Linked DNA regions of Mus musculus: region 1 is linked to region 2. A link is a contact called in public HiChIP or PLAC-seq data. All regions are on one chromosome and are shown on one strand. The core of a region is the stretch at or near the end of the contact, and the rest is flanking DNA. Distances in the headings are between cores, read along the strand shown.

Region 1 (6,176 bases), core at 226-2,725, 64 kb before region 2:
TGCTTTAGTCGGTATATGGATCTGTGTGCTTTCCCTCAATATTGCTTTATCATAAATGTCTCTAAGGGTTGATTTTGACATATAGCTAAGTTAGATTAGCCTCCACCCATGTTCCAATGTCTTAGGCAGTCCTTGAGTCGGTAATATTGTTAATCTGCTCTGAACTCCCCACGGGCAGTGAGTACTTCTTGCCATGCCTTCCAAATGCTCTGGAGTTACGAATGAAAGATACAACCACCCCAACCTTATGTTTACTATGCACTAGCAGCTCAAAGGCTGGGCCACTTCTCTGACTCTTAAATGGCTGGATGTTTTCTCTCCTGCTCACTCAAGTCTGATCTCTCTGCTTCCCAACATCATGGCAATTCTAAAAACTCCTCTTTCTCCTGCTCCCTTGGACAGAAAATCTAAAGTCCTGCCTCTGTCTCCTTGTCCAGCCATTGGCTGCAGGCAACTTTATTTCACCAATAAAAGCCAACTGAGGGCAGGGACCCTCAGCGCCTCACATGCAGACATGCAAATTCTCATGTGATGTTGGGAGCTGAATAACACAAATAGCATCACAACCAATGCACAACAGAGGGGGAGGAAGAAGAAGAGGAAGAGGAGGATGAACTTATTTCACACTCAGAACTAAGTGTGCAGTCACGGTGGGCAGTGCTTTCTGTCTCTGTGGATCTTATTGTTTGGCTGAGTATGGGAGCAACCAACAGCTTTCTGATTGGATTTAAAGTCTGTTCCACAAGACAAAACTCATGCTTAGTGCCAGTAACTGAACCAAATGCCTGTAGCTGGCTATATCATCAGCCCTAGGTAGAACCTACTATTATTATTCCATTAAATGGACATAATAAGAAACTGTCCCTATTCCCTTAGAAGCCCCTTTTATAGTAGATGGAGATTAACACAGACACCCACAACTAACCAACAGGCAGACAATAAGAAGTTGTGGAATGCTCAGCTCTAAATGGGACATCTTTATAAGCTCTCTTCCCAAGGCTCAGAGGTTATTACTGCAGAGAAAAAAAAAAGACCTTAAGGAGCCAGAGATAGTGAAGCAGCATCTGCCTGACATGTCAGGGCTGTTGTACACATGAGCTGGTCATGGCTGTGACTCAACAAGCAAGACTGCACTGGATCAAGCCAGCCAGAGTCTTATCGTAGACAAGGGAAGAGCTCTCCCATGTGACACTTTATGTTAGCCTATGGCTGCTAGAGGTGGGGGAGAGTAAGTTTTCTTCAGAGACTCAGGACAGGAGGGACCAGCCATGTTCCAATAGATGATCCTGCACCTGTGCACTTGCAGGCAGCACTAGGTGGATTGAGGGCTAAAAACAAACAAACAGAATAGGAAGCCATGAGATTGGAAGGGAAAGTGGTGGAGATATGAAAGGAATCAGAGGGTAAAGGGTGGGGTGCACTTGATTAAAACTGCATTACATGCACATGTGAGATTCTCAGATGGCACTGAGTGAAAAGGCCCCTCTAGAGCAGTGGTTCTCAGCCTTCCTAATGCTGCGACCTTTAACACAGTGATTATGTTGAGGTGACTTCCACCTTAAAATTATGTCACTGATACTTCATAACTGTACTTTTGCCTCTGTTATGAATCATAATATAAGTATATGATATATAGGGTATATGATATGTGACCCCTGTGACAATGTCATTTGACCCAAAAGGGGCTGCAAGCCACAGGTTGAGAATGGCCGCTCTAGAGCGTGGAGTCTGAAGCCTAGCTATGAAAGCATGGGGGAAGATCCTGTTTCTCTGGGTATTTTGAACAATCAGATGGGAGAGGAAATTTTCTGGTATGGTACCCCAGCCCATTTCTGGGAAAAGCAATAATTGGAAAAGCACAATTACGGAGGCACACACGCAGTCACACAAGCCTGTGAGAGCTTCTGTCTTCCTTCCTCCCCTCGCTGCTTAACCCCCCTGTTCTGTCTCAAGGAAATGAAGAAACAAAGGTTGGCAGGGCAACCAAGGTCGTCTTCTTCTTAAAAACCTTTAAGCAGGCAACTCAAAGCCTTCTTTCCTACTCAAGTAAGAAATCATAGAGAAGAAGAAACAGGCTGGAGACAGCACTGAGAGTATCCCCAGGTGTTTAAATGTATTTTTAATACAAAGGCTGAGTGTGAATTAAGAAAAGAGCTCTGCCTGGCTTTGAAGAACAGGCGGCAACTGTACTAAGTTAGCTGGAACTATAGTAAATGGTTGCATCATTTATATATACTTCTTGTTTGGAATTTTGTTCCACTGGACAGCCTAGTAATTGTTCATTGTAGCCATTTAAAAGATTTATGAAGTATTTTGTGTTTCCTATGTGTTGCTAGGCAAATAATAGGAAACAATAGAGGCAAATAGCCACAGACCTGGTCACTGCCCTCACTGCACTTACATTTGAGATAGCATAGATGAGTGTGTCTATCATGAAGGGCCTGAGCGTCAGAGCAGAGGAAACAATGAATGGAAGGACACAGGCTTAGAAGAAGAAAGGTCCCAGCAGAGAAAGCAATATCTGCACATCTTAGGCAAAAAGTCCAGAGACCAGTATACAGAAGCTACTGTGACACACAGACAGAAAGTTGGATGTACAACAGCAAGATACTGAGGGCAAGGTGATGCCAAGCATTCAAACCTGGCCTCAGCATCTTCCTTTGTCAAGTGGGGTTGCATAGTATAAGGGTGGTAATGTGGATGCTTAAAACTCTTGCTGCTGCTCATGGGCCTCTGGTCACTGTTGTTCCCATCCCACTCTGCCTTACTGAATGACCTCATTGTAATGAGCCTGTTTTAAAAATATTTCTTTTCAAAATATAGTACACTTAGAGAAAAAATGAATACATGGTCATTTTGACTCAGTGTCTACAAATATATCCTTGTAACCAACTGTCATGGCCAGAACAGGCCTTCCCTTCCCCCAGGAAACAGCCTGGCCCCATTTCAGTTGCCCCCACCTCTCGTGTGATCACCATCCTTGCTCCAGTGTTCCCACTTTGTTCTCAAGCACTGCCCGCCCTTTGGTGTCTACCTGCCTGGGCTCATGTTCCAATGAAAAGTCCATCTGTGTTGTTGTGTGTAGCCAAACTTTGCTCATTTCTACTTCTGGTTGGAGACTCACATTGCAGGTGCTGCACATATAATTTATACCACAAATCATATATTCCATTCCTGATGAACATTTGGGTAGTTCCCAGTTTGGGGCTACTGAAAATAGTACTGCTTTCAGCATTCTAGAACATGCCATGTGGTGAACAGGCATCCAGTTACTACCATATATGCAGGAGTGAAATTGCTGGTCCCAGACCACATGTGTTTAGCTTTAGGAGATGTGGTTGGTAGAGAGATTGTGCCAACCAACACTTGGCATTTTCTTTTTCATCTCTGTTTAAAATGCACTTTGAGGGATGGAGAGATGACTCATTGGTTGAGAGTGCATACTGCTCTTGCAGAGACAAGTATCATCCACTATGGGCAGCTTACAACCACCTGTAACTCTAGCTCCAGAGATCCAACAATCCCTTTGACCTGCATAGACACCTGTACTCATGTGTCTATACATACACATTTAATTAAAACTTAAAATGCATGTTTGGTTAGGGTGGGATGCAGGAGACTATGGCACTGCTCACATCCTTGGGGCCATAACTCCACTGTGCATTCTGGTGGCTTCTGTTAAATTTTGTGCATTCAACAAGCAATGAGAAGGGCCCTACCTGCTCTGCACTAGCCCTTGGGTACTCTAGGTGGAAAAGAGTGCTCAAAGTGAGATATGAGTGAACAGCTGAATCCTTAGCTATATATGCTATGTGCCCTGAGGACACAGTGTGATCAGCTTTTAGCTTAGGGCCACAGAATAGCCTTACAGATGAGAGGGCTTCTCAGTTTACTTCCAATGTGAGTGACAGTTACTAGAGTCTGGTCCTGAACTGTCATGAAGGACACATGTGACTAAGCTCAGAAGCACAAAAGGAGCACTACATAGTGCCCTATGTTGGGTATGTGGAGGTCCCTCTTTCTACCTAGTGTAGTGGGTTGGCCTAATGCCACTTGTATTTTAATGCTAATATAGGGCCCCCAAGACTGGTTGCCCCAGAGACAAGAGAGTCTACATGTAAGACGATGAGTGGCCCTGCCCCCAAGTTATTTCTGCTGGTAACTAAAGATGCCAATGGCCAATAACTAAGTAGAAGAGACATAGGGTTTAGGTTTTTCAGGCTTGGGGTGTAGAGGAACCACGAGGGAAAAGAAGAGTGCAGGAGGAAGAAGGAGAAGCCACCATGGGTTAGGAGTCAAGAGAATGTGGCCCTTAGGGCTGCTCAATTGGAGTTAAGAGCAGCCCAGATGAAACATAGTAAGTAATAACTCAGAGTTATGGAAAGGAAAGTAGATTCTAATAGCATAGAGAGAAGATATCTGCTCAGCAAGTGTGCTGGTTAAGGCTTATTGTAAATATAAAGACTGTGTGTGTCTTTCATCCAGGAGCTTAAATAGTCTAAGGCAGGGTAGAAACCTTGGGATAGAATTTAAATAATTACTACAACAACCTAGGACATGAACCTAGGACCCAGCCATAGGCTTCTAAGATAATTTTTCATTCTCTACTCAGAATCCTGAAGATCTCCTACCTGCCTCCCCCATAGATCTTCTTAACATACATGGCAAGTAACCACTGAAACTACTAACAATCACTTCTAGGAGTGTCAATCAAGTGCTCATCCTGTGTCAGATAGAACACGAGACATGTTTTTTTAATTCTTGTGATTGCTTCTCAAAAAGTCATTATTAGCTCCACTTCCTAGCTAGAGAAACAGGTCCAAGGATGTATATCCAAACCATACCGTGGAGGTTGGACAAGCAGGAACCAAACTTAGGCTCTTTTGACTTGAGACTCATGCTCATGTTCTCACTTTTTTGAGGATAAATCTCTGATTTTCTGTCCATCAGTCTGTAATCTACATACATACATACACACACACACACACACACACACACACAAAATCATTAAAAGATAGTTTTCAAGAGAAAAAGATGTAAAACCAAGACTTTCCTCTGTATGTAAAATATGTGCAATTGTGAAAGATTTTACTCAGTTCAAGGAAAAATTGGTTCAAATGAAAATCTAAAGAACAATAGCATTATAAATAGGGTGTGCACACATGAATGCATGAATGGGGAGCACACATGAGTGTATGAATGGGGAGCATAAATGAATGTATGAATGGGGAGCATAAATGAATGTATGATATAAGTCAGGTATGCACAAATGAATGTATGAATGGGGAGAGGTAAGAGGGATTTGGAGGGCTGGAGATGTGACTCAGCGGTTAAGAGCACTGACTGTTCTTCCAGAGGTCCTGAGTTCAATTCCCAGCAGCCACATGATGGCTCACAACCATCTGTAATCGAATCAGATGCCCTCTTCTGGTCTGTCTGAAGTCAGCAACAGTGTACCCATATACATAAAATAAATAAATTAAAAAAAAAAAAGAGGGATTTGGAACAGGGAAGAGGGAGATCAGGGGCAGAACTTGCTTGTGTCTAAGACCCATATTTCATGGCTACAGCCCACAGACTTGTAAAAAGCACTTACAGTAGACTATGGTGGGATTCAGAGGCCTTGAAAAGGCATCTTCTAAACAAGAGACAGTTCCAGAGGCACACTTGTTCCTTGACTGGCCTCTACACATTTGAAGATGGTTGTTGTGTTCCTTGACAGATTTCCTCAGTACAAACAATTGGAGATCCCTCTGATGATCTTGAATGATACACCAGCACCTGTCCTCTGTGTCCTGGTTCCTTGCCTTAGTTAGGCATCAGCTGGTTAATGGACAAATGAGAGAATATAGTTCTCACATTTCAGGAGCCTGAGCTAAGATCACAATGCTAGTATACTCTCTGTCTGCTGAGGACCCCCCCTCCCTCTCTGTGGGGTAGTGGACCGTGCCAGAAAACTTGGTAAGGTCAAGTGGGTTCAGAAACCCTGGTGGCCTCAGACCTGATGACAGTAGCCATTTCACCAACTCCTGACCAGGTTCCTGTTACATGACCATGGCACCCCATGAAGAGAATCATGACAATAAAGGGGCAGAACCCCAAAGCCCCTCTATATGCAGATGAGGCATCCCTAACAAAGCCAGACCAAGCCAATAGAAAGCATCTGCTTTTAGACC
Region 2 (6,897 bases), core at 346-2,845:
AGCTCTGTTCAAGGGCCTCACAGCACTTCTCTAGGGACAGATGCTTGGCCTGGAGCTCTCTGCAATCACCCCTCCCCCACTGCACCTGCATCCATGCTGGCTGCAATTTTGACACAATTCCTATAGCTCTGTCCTGGAGGTGGCTAAGAGAGTCCTCCTTATCTCTCTCCCTCCTTGTGGAGGACATTTTTCCATTCCAGTAATGACTCGTGTGACTCATTTTTGGATTCTTGCTCTTGCCACATCCACAGTCATTTTAAATTTAATGTTCAGTTCCAAAACGCTTACTTGTCAAGACTTGTTGCTCCCTGGGTGTCTATACAGGACAGACGTGAGTACCTGCCTCTGCTGTCCCTGTGGACACCGATACAAAAGAGACCCTCGAAGCAGAAATGCCTTTCCATTTGGCCTCTGGCTTCAGGAAATGAGTCTCAGCTCTGTTGAAGACCAGACATGCAAGTTGGGCTGATAACCATTACTGCTCTGTTCCGGAAAAGCCAACACACCCCCACCCCCAAAGTCTGACTGTGACGTTTAATTTTTTTAAAGATCTGGATAGTTTCTACCCCTCAGTCCTGGGGGCATCCCCCTCACCTGGTTCATAAGCATTAAATATGGAGTCAAACAAGCCTTTCTCAGATTCTAGCTCCATCAACCTCTGTCCGAGCCTCAGTATCCCCTACAAAAGAGAGTGCTCATTTGGGGTATTCTTGCAGGCAGTAAGCCAGACTGTGTACCAGTGCCCTAGCCTCCAGCCCCGTGACTAGTCCTCGTGGATGTTCAGTACTCCATACCCACGCATGGAAACTGCTATTTTCCCTGCACAAAATCAATGTGCTTTGTACATTGACTGGCAGCTGAACACCGTGTGCTGTACTTTGTCTTCCTTGGTGGAAATCACAAGGAATGTTTTTATTTATTTACTACTTTTTGTATGAAATTTCAGTGATTTTTGGCTACTTTTCCTTTGGAGACAGAACATAAAAGACAAGCAAAGTTATGGGCATCACCTCCAATGGGACCTTTGGAGCAGCGATCAGACCAGGCACAGGGTGCAAATGCAGGCTGCCCCTGGTGGCCCTGAGGGGCGGCTTTTGTTTCAGCTTTGATTGTTGCTTAAATTCTTGGCTGGCCAAGCTGCCTGTCTGTGCACCTGCGTGCTGCTAAGCTAGACCCGGATGCTGTGGGAGGATTCTGTTACTCAGAGGCCCCAGGGGTCTGAGCAGAGGAAGGGACCCGAGGAAGCTTCTGAGAACAAAAGATGAAGGACTGTTAAGACATCCCTGGGCTGTGAACTTTTCATGATCCCTCTCACCCCACCCCCACCCCCCACCCCGCCGGACAGATTCTGCCAACAGCTCTCATTACAGAGCAACAGACTGATAGAATCTAAGTTATTTCCAAGTTCTCACAGGTTAGAAGCAGTGCTGAGAGTTGAACTTGCCACCCACTTCAGGGATCTCTGGTACCACAAGGTCTTGTTTCTCTCTCTCTCTTGGAGGCAGGCTACTCAGGTCTAGCTACTGGCGGCTCTCCACACCTGTAGCTCATAGAAGCTGAAGGCTGATAAAAGGGCAGTGGGTGGAGCGCCCTCAGCCCGCTCACCTCTTTGGCATCAGGAGGAGCAACAGGAGGGCCCTGCCTTGAAGGTACATCTGAAGACAATGCTGAGGGGGCTGGTGTCTTTCCTCTCTTCATCTTACCTTCCCGGTCTTTCAGAATAGTTGTTCTTTGTGCAAACTTGGAGCTGGCTCTGTGGAAGAACAGTCTTGGGTTTGGAGTTCAGGATGGGTTCTGCAGAAGAGTCTGGGTCTCTAAGTCACATCTCAGACATCCTGAGGTAGACTACTACTCCGGCTAAACTGCTGATGTGTAGGGCAGGCTCCCAGCAAGCCTAGGTGACGTAAGACCCATGAAGTCCTGGCAGTGAGGACTGACTGGAGCCCTCCTGAAGCCGGGTTTGCCCTTGTTCTAGCAGAGGGGCGATCTCTCTGTCCAGCCTCTCCACCACCGCCCCCCATTGCCAGTACAACCCAGAAGAGAACTGGAAATGTATCAGCAAACACCAAGGTACAAGCCAGCCTTCGTGTTCCTGTGCTAGGATGAGGGCTTAAAGGTGGAAGTCTCCTCAGCCCCTAGCCCTGAGAGGCCAGCAGGGGTCTTAGGCTGTCTGTTACAGCCTGACACATAGGGTGTCTCTGAGATAGACTGGGGTTGGTTGAAATGAGCTAAGGAAAGCTCATTGGTTGAAGGGTCAGGGTGGGGATGAACTACTCTGAGGAGCTGGTGTGGACCCTTCCTAGGGAATAGAACTAGGGTTGGCATGTGATGGATAAAGCTGGCTTTGACATCCCACCCCACCATGTTCTTTTGCCATAAGGAGAATCTGTTTACTGGGAATTGGTTACTTGGCCAAGAGGCTGGCTGTGGGCTGGGATTAAAGCTCTAAACTTCGAATCCATATTATTACCAAACTAGCAAACTGTATCTAAGTGAGCAGCTTAGATCCATTCCTTGCCTGGCCTCCTCTTCAGAGCTGCTGTTTGTTTGTTTGTTTGTTTTTCTTTTTCTTCTCTTTTCCCCTGTTGGTCAGTTTGCTTTCTACATTCCTGCAATGGTTTGTAATGAGTGCCAGATCCAAGTCTTACTCTACATTCTGTGATGCTGCTCTACACAGAAGGTTCTAGGAGCAGCCAGAATATTTCAGCAACCTAAGGAAGCCTTGGAGCCCCTCCTCCCTCTTCAGTGCCTGGTGGTTGGCAGGAGTGGGGTGGGTGTTACCTTCCTGGTCTTTCAGAAGACTAGGTTCTCTTTACCATGGGCTTCTCTCTGTGGCAGGTCATGGCACAGTGGTGGCAGATCCTCTTGGGGTTGTGGGCAGTCCTACCCACCTTGGCAGGGGACAAACTGCTCAGCGTCTGCATGAATTCCAAGCGCCACAAGCAAGAACCTGGCCCAGAAGACGAACTCTACCAGGAGGTACAGAGCAGCGCTGGCCCAGGGGCTAGGGCAGCTTCTTAGGATTATTTGAGAAGAAATACAGACCAGGTGGTCTCTGTACCCCACCACCCCTAATCATTTAGATCCTTAATTTGGGGTCCATCTAGGGCTTTGCCACTAAGCTGTTCTGGCCGCTTGGGAAACAGGTCATGTGGTGATCCCAGAGGCTATGCTAGCTAACCGTGGGTCAGAGCAAGCCTCCCTGCCAACATGCGCTGGCGAGACAGACCTTAATTTGTCTCCTTGTCAGTTTCCTAAAGGCTGTGGGAGGAGGAACATTCCAACGAGAAGCTCCTCCCACCCGTGATAACCACCCAGGTTCCTGAATCTTTCTATTTGCTTTCCTGGATTTATTGCCCCACCCCCACCCCCTGGAGCAGACACCTGGAAGCTATACTTTGTGGCAAGAAGGCAGAGGGGAGGGAGGTCAATGGTCAGGTGCGCCTCATTCTTCAGATACTAGAGTTCCTCCTCTAGAGAGGTGCTCATATCCCCTCTCCTGACGCCCTTCTGCCCCCACCTCAGTGCAGGCCTTGGGAGGACAATGCCTGCTGCACACGTTCCACAAGTTGGGAAGCCCACCTTGAGGAGCCCTTGCTCTTTAACTTCAGCATGATGCACTGTGGACTGCTGACCCCGGCCTGTCGCAAGCACTTCATCCAGGCCATCTGCTTCCATGAGTGTTCCCCCAACCTGGGGCCTTGGATCCAGCCGGTGAGGACATAGGAGACAGGAGGCAGACTCATGCAACACCCTTCCATTCAATCCTAGGCTGGCATCTACAGGAGGCAAGTAGGAACAGGAGATGCTGCCCCTCTAGGGATAAGAGCAGAGCCAGAGGTCTCTGCTGGAGACAGGGATGAAAAGGAAGCTAAAATGCCTCTGTCCCTGCATGATAACATGACAGACACTGTCTGATGAGGGCCAGTAGGATAAGGCAGGGTGGAATGAGATGAATCTGAGTGTGAATTCTATCTCCTGTACTTACTAACTGTAAGGCCTGGGACCAATGAGCTGCTCTGCCTCACGGTTCTCATTTATCCAATAATTGATGATGATGATGATGATGCCGATGATGATGCCTAGGGCTGAGAGATAGCTTAGTCAGTGAAGTGCTTATCACTATGCATGAGGACCTTAGTTCAATCCTTATTTAAAAAAAAAAAAAAAGCCAGATGTGGAGGTATGTTGCTATAATCCCAGCACTGCAGAGGCAGAGACAGGTGGGTCCCAGGAGCTTGCTTGCCAGCCAGCCTAGCCTGCTTGGTCAGGTCTAGGCCAAAGAGAAAATCCGAACCAATGTGGATGGTGCCTGAAGACCAATACTTGAGGTTGTTCCCTGGGCTCTGCAGAGAGAGGCATGGGTGCTAGCATGCGTGCACGCACACACATTCGCCTGCATTTACAGAATGTAAACACGTGCACGCGGAGAGAAGAAATAATACTTACATTGTAAAGAATTAAAATATGCCCCTCTCTTCTGCATCCAGGTGGTCCCAAACGGGCAGGAAGAGCAGCGGGTTTGGGGCGTGCCGCTGTGCCAGGAGGATTGTGAGGACTGGTGGCGAGCCTGCCACTCATCTTTGACTTGTAAATCCAACTGGCTCCATGGCTGGGACTGGAGTGAGGGTGAGTGGATTAACTACGCACTTGTGGCCCTCAGACTGGGTGAGGCTGCACGGGGCTCAGAAGGGAAGGGACAGTGGAAAGTTAGGAGCCCGTTCTCAATCCCCACAGAGAAGAAACACTGCCCCGCACATGAGCCCTGCCTCCCTTTTTCGTATCACTTCCCCACCCCGGATGACCTGTGTGAGAAGATCTGGAACAACACATTCAAGGCCAGTCCCGAGCGCAGGAACAGTGGGCGGTGTCTGCAGAAGTGGTTTGAGCCCACCCTTAGCAACCCCAACGTGGAAGTGGCCCTCCACTTTGCCGGCTCTGCCTTAGCCCCACAGCTCTCTTACACCCTCCCAGCCTTCTCTCTGTGCCTGTTGTTCCATCCCTGATCCCTGCTTCCCTCTCCAACCCACATTTCCTGATCCTTCTGGGCCATGGCCATCTCCATCCTCAGGCTATTCATGTTGGGGGCAGGCTGGCACCTGAATTTCTCATGCCTCCCAGGGTCCCCTCCATGCTTGGCTCCATCTCCACTGGTCTGGATGGCAGCTGGTACCCAGCAGTCTACGGTGCCTCATTTCTCCTGCCTTTACAAATGGGCACTACTATAGGACTCCGGCGCTTCTTCTGTCCACAGCCATCTCTTTTGTGACAGAGACAATGCTGACAGCCAAGCGACATGTCCTATCATGGTACCTTCAATAAAAGGCTAGGAAACTCTACTCTCCATGTGTCATTCTGGTCTAGTCCCATGAGCACCAATCCAAGATGCATCGAGAGAGCTGCCTTGCCTTCATTAAGATTTTAATTTCCTTGACTATTAAGGGGTATGAGAATTGTTAATATTTATTTGTCATTTGGAATGTTTTTCTCTTATACACTGTGTGTGTGTGTGTGTGTGTGTGTGTGTCCCTTCCTTTCTTCTCTCCCCTTCTCTTTTCTTGAGAAAGACTCTCATGAATCCCAGGTTGGCCCTGGAACTCAAGGATGACCTTAAACCTCATCTTCTTCCGTCCACCTTCCAGTTCTGGGCTTATCCACATATGCCATCGCCCCTGGTCTCGGGCTGTGCTAGGGAGCTAACCTGCTAGGCAAGTACCCTAACAACTGAACCATATCCACAGTCATGACGTGCTGGTCTTGAATTTTGGACCCTTGACTTCTAAGCTGCTTTTTTCTACTTTCTAATACACCCAACCCCCCACCCCCGTGTTGAGAACTGACCCTGGTCTTATGCTTGCTAGGCGCATGTTTTACCACTCAGCTAAATCCCCAAAGCCTTTCCACTGCTCTGTAACTCTTGACAATTCTTTTGATCTTCATGTCAAGATTGCTTTGATTTTCTTTTCCACTGAGAGAAATGAGGTGTTGGACCAGATGATTTAATTTACAAACAAAGAAGGGGGGACCCAGGGAGCCCCACTTGCTAGATCACATCCAAAAGCCTGAAACAGAAGTATAGCATTAGCTTGTAGAAGGGCCACTGCCTCAAGTATTCCCTATGAGTAGATCCACGGTGTTGATCTGTGTGCTAGGAACCTCCCAGAGTCAGAAGCTAACCCCTCCCAATGCTAGATGATGGCTTCCCTGTCACACTTTCTTGTGACAAGAGGACACAGCAGGTATTTTCTCAAGAATGCTGATTCTCTCTTGACACGAACTCTGTCTCTGTCGCAAAGCCAAGTGTGGTGCTCAGAATCTGGAGCAGGGGACAGCTGTCAGAAATAACAAGGACAAACTCCTGTATAGGATATCTAGAAGAAAAGGGCCAGCTAGATGGGTCCTGAAAGAGTTTCAGAGAAGCAAGGCTTGAATTTCAGTGGAGAACAAAAAAATATGTTCTCAAAGCCCTTTGAGACACAGAGACCCCAAAGAACAGAGCTGCCCATGGCTTATAAATGAACTAATACATACACCTTCAAAATTACCTACAGGAAGCCAGACATGGTGACACACACCATGGAGTCTGAGGCAGAAGGCTGACTAAGTTTGAAGCTAGCCAACATATAATACAGGGACACTCCCACCCCCATCTTTCTCTTCAGAATGGAGAACCATGGAGAAACTGAGGGTGTCTTGCTCATGCAGTCAAGACTTTAATGATTTTAAAGTGTTATAAGTGTAAAACTCACCAAAGTAGAGTTAGAACTGAGGTGAAGAAAACAAGACTAGTTCTGTTAAGCAGTCAGGTTCTATCAACCACTGGATGCACAGGAAGGTCTCTAAGTATGTAACAGGTCAGGTTTTCCATTGGAGTCTCGTGAAAGCACTGATGCATAG

Evidence for each region. HiChIP or PLAC-seq counts read pairs in DNA pulled down with a chosen protein or histone mark.
Region 1: a BATF HiChIP or PLAC-seq map of CD8 T cells shows a contact between it and region 2, with 9 read pairs. The contact joins the enhancer-like site here to the promoter of Izumo1r in region 2. A contact is called at or near these places in 2 of 39 promoter capture datasets (both in embryonic stem cells), 1 of 15 datasets of contacts at CTCF or cohesin (CD8 T cells), 1 of 484 Hi-C or Micro-C datasets (nephron progenitors), 2 of 115 datasets of contacts at active chromatin or transcription factors (CD8 T cells and embryonic stem cells) and 2 of 9 other capture datasets (adipose tissue and liver).

What each region holds. Positions count from the first base shown.
Region 1 is chr9:14,962,765-14,968,940 of GRCm38.p6, reverse strand. No RefSeq gene overlaps it. Among named protein-coding and RNA genes, the nearest start is that of n-TKctt4, 7.3 kb to the right of the region's middle. Within about 2 kb of position 1,475, at least 13 of the 459 cell types and tissues checked have an H3K27ac peak or open chromatin away from gene starts, as enhancers often do. A contact at or near this core is called in CD8 T cells, where this site is marked.
Region 2 is chr9:14,898,465-14,905,361 of GRCm38.p6, reverse strand. It overlaps Izumo1r (IZUMO1 receptor, JUNO), which reads left to right and starts at 1,595. Exons shown (of 5, transcript NM_022888.3): 1 at 1,595-1,649; 2 at 2,839-2,979; 3 at 3,526-3,714; 4 at 4,491-4,629; 5 at 4,738-5,339. The coding sequence starts at 2,842. The coding sequence ends at 5,006.